Linked DNA regions of Mus musculus: region 2 is linked to region 1. A link is a contact called in public HiChIP or PLAC-seq data. All regions are on one chromosome and are shown on one strand. The core of a region is the stretch at or near the end of the contact, and the rest is flanking DNA. Distances in the headings are between cores, read along the strand shown.

Evidence for each region. HiChIP or PLAC-seq counts read pairs in DNA pulled down with a chosen protein or histone mark.
Region 2: an H3K4me3 HiChIP or PLAC-seq map of forebrain shows a contact between it and region 1, with 4 times the contacts expected there. The contact joins two enhancer-like sites. A contact is called at or near these places in 1 of 15 datasets of contacts at CTCF or cohesin (large pre-B cells), 1 of 484 Hi-C or Micro-C datasets (bone marrow-derived macrophages), 19 of 115 datasets of contacts at active chromatin or transcription factors (the HPC-7 cell line, T-cell acute lymphoblastic leukemia, craniofacial prominence and 12 more) and 3 of 9 other capture datasets (adipose tissue, liver and pancreatic islet).

What each region holds. Positions count from the first base shown.
Region 1 is chr4:133,037,633-133,040,332 of GRCm38.p6, forward strand. All of the region lies in intron 2 of Ahdc1 (AT hook, DNA binding motif, containing 1), which reads left to right. Among named protein-coding and RNA genes, the nearest start is that of Ahdc1, 27 kb to the left of the region's middle. Within about 2 kb of position 1,394, at least 206 of the 459 cell types and tissues checked have an H3K27ac peak or open chromatin away from gene starts, as enhancers often do. A contact at or near this core is called in forebrain, where this site is marked.
Region 2 is chr4:133,296,501-133,299,200 of GRCm38.p6, forward strand. It overlaps Wdtc1 (WD and tetratricopeptide repeats 1), which reads right to left. Exons shown (of 16, transcript NM_199306.4): 13 at 920-1,155; 14 at 1-93. Among named protein-coding and RNA genes, the nearest start is that of Tmem222, 20 kb to the left of the region's middle. Within about 2 kb of position 1,376, at least 95 of the 459 cell types and tissues checked have an H3K27ac peak or open chromatin away from gene starts, as enhancers often do. A contact at or near this core is called in forebrain, where this site is marked.

The sequences.
Region 1 (2,700 bases), core at 144-2,643:
GAAATAAACTGCCAGGTTTCCGGGGCGGGAGGGAGGGTGTGATATGTGACTGCCAACCTTTGTGTTTCCTTGCTTGGAGTGGTGTGTGTGTGTGTGTAGGGAGCAGGAAGCATCTCCAGGCTCTGTGAGGATGCGCCCCCCCCCCACGCCCGCCCGCCCGCCCTGTGTCACATCTCTCATTTTTGTACCCCTTACCTCTGAGGCTGGGTTGAGTCCGGAATATGATAAACAAGTTAACTTCAGGGGCCAAGTAGTCTGAGACGAGCATTGGAAAGCAGAGTGCAGTCTTTGGGCTCTTGGACATCCAAAATGGTATCCATCTTTAGACCCTCTAGCTGTCCCACAGCAGGTGCTGAACCGACTCAACTGTTGCAGCGGGGTACTAAAGAGTTGGGAGACCTCTATTGGGTACCTACTCTGACACATTGGGCTTTAGTTTCCGCCTCTGTTTAAGGTTTAATTACTTTGTGTCAGTAATTAATATTCTGAAGCCAGTTTGTCTGACTTTGGGCTGTGCTGCTGTCAAACCTCTGGCAGGTCACTACTGAACCTCAGTTTCCTCCGGCAAGAAACACTGTATCTTTATTGGGACCTTAATGGAGTTAATGCTCTTTGATACTGCAGAGCCAGTGTGCATGTTGTTGGCCACTAATATGAAGTAGGCGCTAGATGTAAATGTATGAAAATACACTGTTTTGGTGTAAGGGACTTTTACTCTGAAAGGGGGGATTTTTAAATCCCTCTCAATAAATATCCCTCCCCCCTCAAAAAAAAAAGTTTTGCTCAGGAAAAGGCGCACGGCAAAGTGAATAAGGTACTCTCCGAATAAAGCCGGGTAGCTCATCCCAACTTACAGGTAAGGAAATCGAGGCCGGTGATTGGCCACTGGTGCTCGGCGGCGCTATCCAGTGAGGCCTGAGTCCGCCGCTGGGGAGGGAGTGCCCGGGCCGCGGGCGCTCACCGGAGGAGGGGCGTGCAGGTAGCGGGCGCCTCGCAGCCACCAGCCGCAATCAGGCGGTGTTAGCAATTCTGCCGCTCGACCGGCCGAGCAAGCGAGTCGGGCCGGGTGTCTCCCGGGCCCTCCCCAGCCCCGAGCCGGATAGAAGCGGCCCTCCCCTCCCCTTCCACGTGTCCCTCCTCCGCGGGTAGCCGAGGGCCCCGGCTAGCGGGACGGGGGCCAGGAAAAAGCCGAAAACAGCGCGGCCGGGCCGCTCCCCTCCCGCTCAAAATAGCCCCCGGCCGGGGCTGCCACGCATTCCGCCGTCCCCGGGGCGCGGGAAGGAGCGGCGGGCCGGGCGACGTGGCTGCCTCGCCGAGTGGGACTGGGTGGGGGCGAGGGCGGGCCGCGCGGTCGCTCGCTCCCTCGCTCGGCCGGCCCGCATGTGGCTCTCCTTCGGGGAGCCTTGGCAGCCCAGGCGGCGCGCTGCGCCGGGATGATGGAGAGCTTCTGGAATTTCCTGCAGCTGGAGAGCGCGAGCGGCCGGGGGAGCCGGCCCAGCGCGGCTCGGGAAGGGGGCGCCGAGCCGGCCGACCCCCGCACGCGTCTCCGTAGCCTCCGCCGCCGCCGTCGCCGCTCCGGGGGTGGGAGAGGTTTCCCGGACCTCCCCCGGGCGAGGCGGGAGGCTCCCCTCCCCCGCCGCTCCTTCGGGGCTGGCGGGGGTCCAGGCCCGCCCTTCCCCGGCCTGGGCGGCGGACAGGGGCCAGGTGCAGGCGACGCCCCTCCCCCCGCCGCCTGGTTTCCCTCTCGGCCCCGTCACCTCCGCCGGAGTCAGAAGCCCTGCGGCCTCCTGGGGAGGGGGCGGGGGCGCAGGCGCGGCCACCGGGCGGCCAGGTAGCTCGAGGGGCGGCGGCGGCGGCAAAACTCCGGAGCGGCTTCTTTCGGCCGGCAGACCCGCGCCTCCTGCTCGAGCCGAGGCGTCGAAGGGCTTCCTCTCTGCCGAAGGCAGGCGAGGCCGTTCGCTCCCAGGCCCCCTTCTCTGGCAACGACCGAGCCAGTGGACCGCGGACGGCTGGGGACCATCCTTGATGATTTCCCCAACTCCGGCAGCAGCTTGCTTTGGGGCATAACTGCACCCTGCGGGTCAGGGAGTCCAGAAAAGGGACCCGGGAGGGAGGGCGTCCCGTTTACCGGAGCCCCGAAAGCCAGGGGAGTTGGTAAGTGACCTCTCAGGGCTCTTCCTTTTCTCTTTTCTTTTCTTTTCTTTTCTTTTCTTTTCTTTTCTTTTCTTTTCTTTTCTTTTCTTTTCTTTTCTTTTCTTTTCTTTTCTTTTCCTTTACTGTTGGGAGTGTGTCCGCGCGCGCGTGTGTGTTCAGAGATTACTTTCCCCACAACTTTGCCTGATTCTAGTACCGTTTGGTAAAGTGCGGATGGAAACGGATGAACCGTTTGGCCACTCCCAGCCGAAGGCTCTGATTCAGTTACAATTCCCGCCCCCACCGAGCTCACCGCGCCGCGTTAAACCGAAGCATCGGTGGTAGTAGGCATGGTTTGATTCTTTCTCTGCCCTGCACTGTTCAGTGTCTTTGGGCAAGTCTCTTTACTCCTTTACCTTTGACTTTTCTGAAAAAACTAGGCCTTGTGGGGCTTAAAGTTGCACATGTAAGGCAATTAGTGTGGGGCCAACTCAGTAAGGACACCTGAGTACCAGCAGTCGCTTTCAGGAGGATAGAGGCCACCCTTAAAGCATTAATCCCATCTGC
Region 2 (2,700 bases), core at 126-2,625, 260 kb after region 1:
GTAGCACCATTTCGTCTTCTGAGATGGAGTCCTTGCGACTTGTGCTTCGAAGGCGAACTGGACCACCACCACCACCAGCTGCCTTCTTCTCCTCTGGGGCCGAAAGCAAGGAGAGATGAGAAAGAGGTGAGGAAGGAGAGATGTGAGGGAGGTGGGAGGCTTCCCTTCCCTCCCCCCCCCTCAGTGTCTCCTCTACCCCTGTGCTACAGTTTCCAACCCAGACCAGGCAATGCCAGGCCATCTGCCCCCAGGTTTACTCCCAAGAACTAAGAGAAGTCCGTAGGAATTTGCATCGCTGGCGTCAGCCTGAACACTACTCATGGAATGAGCGAATCCCGTGGCTAGTTATCTGCCTCCAGTGAGATCTATCCCACATAGTTCTCATAGTTGGAGACTCTCATAGTTGGTCACCATGACCCAGCTCGTCCTACAAATCTACAGAGGCACTGGGAAGGCTTGGTGTGCCCTTTGCAGACAAGACCGGTTTGGAGGCTGTGCTGGATCCATGGCCACACAGTTCGACCTGGTAGAGCTAAGCTGAGAACTAAGGCACTGTCCTAGACACCATGCCTGCTGCCCATGGCCAGACTGAGACAAAGACAACAAACAGCACTTGCCTCTGCCCAGTGTGCTCTGCCAAGGCCCGTCTGGGGACAGGTGGGAAGGCCCAGCTAGAGCTCACACAGCCTGACTGGGCTCTACCTGGTGCCTTGAATGCTAACATTAACTTTCAACAGAGTTTCACTGGGAGATGCTGACCGTCTCCTTCTTCAGCCATGAAAAGTGAGTTTCAGGGGTCAGACTGTCTTAAGTCCATGGAGTTTCATAATCAGCATCTGAAACCAGGGCTTCTAGATCAAAGCGCCAGGGCCTTTCTGGGTAGGGAACGGACAGCTGCGTCTCCTGGGCACACACTCACCACCATCACTTTTGGAGAAAAGGGCAGCTGTGATGTCCCGGCCTAATGCGTCACATGCACTGCTGTGGGCCTGCTCTGGGAACTTCCCTTTGAAGTCATCCAGGCACTCCAGAGCCTCGGCCACATACTTCAGTTCAAAGAGGCACCGGGCCAGACGGAAGTGTGCCTTCAGGTGGCAAGGGTTTAGGGAGATGGCCTTGAGGCAGTCCCGGAGGGCATCATAGTGGTCCCCGTCCCTGAGAAGGTACAGGAACATAGCTTAGAGGTGAGAGAGGCCCTGTGGCAGATACAAGGTTCCCACCATCTTCTGTGGCTACTTCTAGGCCATCTCTGACAACCCTCAGGGTGAGGAGATAAGGAGATGAAGCCTTGGCGAAGCCCACTGCTCCCTCCCTGGGAGCAGGAGTAAGCTGAGGCTCAAGCCAGGAGCCTGAGGCTTGGCGAGTAAAGAGCAGTGTCGGGCTGCCCTCTGCTGGGCGTAGGCTGCAACTGTGCACTGTTCACCTCAGGCACCCGCAGCTCTGCAGCAGAAGGCCTGGCATCCTGCCCACCGCAGACTCCCCAAGCCCTCCTTCTCTTTTCCTTCATCCACCTCCTCAAATCCCCCTGCTGGTCTTCAAAGCTATGTCCAAGGCAGGGGGCCCTCAAGGACAGTTCTGTGGCCTGGAGAAGCCAGAAGTGTTAGGCCAGGGACTCAGGGTCTGACCAGCATGCCCTCAGCCAGACCCCCCTCTGTCCTGGCTGACTGATCTGCAGCAGCTGTGGCCTCCACCTCCTGGGGCTGGAGGATGGGGCCTGACTGTCTGGCAAAGTCAGCTCTCTGGAAGCTGATGGTGAGGGGGCTGTGCACACCAGGAGCTCCAAATCCTCTCTACTCTTTTCTCCAATGGACAAGTATGGATAAAGGGGAGTGTAGGCTTTCTGTTGGAGGGGTAGAGGGAGACGCCCTCTTTTCCAGGCCCACCTCCCTGTTGCCAGAAACCCAATTTGGTTTCTCATCTGTACAGCCAAGCAGCAATGAGAGTCACTTTCCCCTTTAGAAACCTGTAAATGTTTGTATTTTCAATGCTGGGGATTGAACCTCCCCGCTTCCTACTGGGCTGGGGTGGGTCTACTATGCTTACAGCAAGCAGCACTCACTAATGCCAAGGGTCCCTTCACCAAGGGCACAGGTCACAGGTGTCTCCTGACCTCTCTCGCCATACAGTCAGGAGGAGCACCCAGCCCTTGGAGTAGCCACTTAAGACTCTAACCGACAGCTAAGCAATGTGGGGCAGGCAGGAAGCAGAGCTGCTTTGATGGTGTGCTCTGCGTCAGAACGAGTGCCTATGACGAAGGAGCAGGCGCTGTTTGGAAACCCAGTTACTGCCTGCAAGGTGCCCCTTTCTGAGCTCCTAGCAAGAGCCAGACCAGAGACCAGCCAGGAACCAGAGGGTGGTCTGTTTCCAGGAGCAGATGGTAGCCCTGGGGAGGCTGGCCTGGGACAGAACGTGACATTCTAGGGGTCACTGGCAGGCATGTGGGGATGGGGAAAAAAAAAGAGCAGGCTGGCCCCAGGGCTCACCCATCCTAGATGTACTGCCAGATCAATCTCCCTGAAAAGACAGCCCTCTGCACGTCCTCGCTCAAAGCTCTCCAGTAGCTGCCCATCACACACTGAATCAAGGCCAAATGCCACCCTCTGCATTCCAAGCCCTTTCCAGGCAAGCCCCAGGCTACCTCACAGACTCATCCCCTGCCAGTCCTTTCCAGAACCCTCTGCTCCAGCCAAATGGATTTGC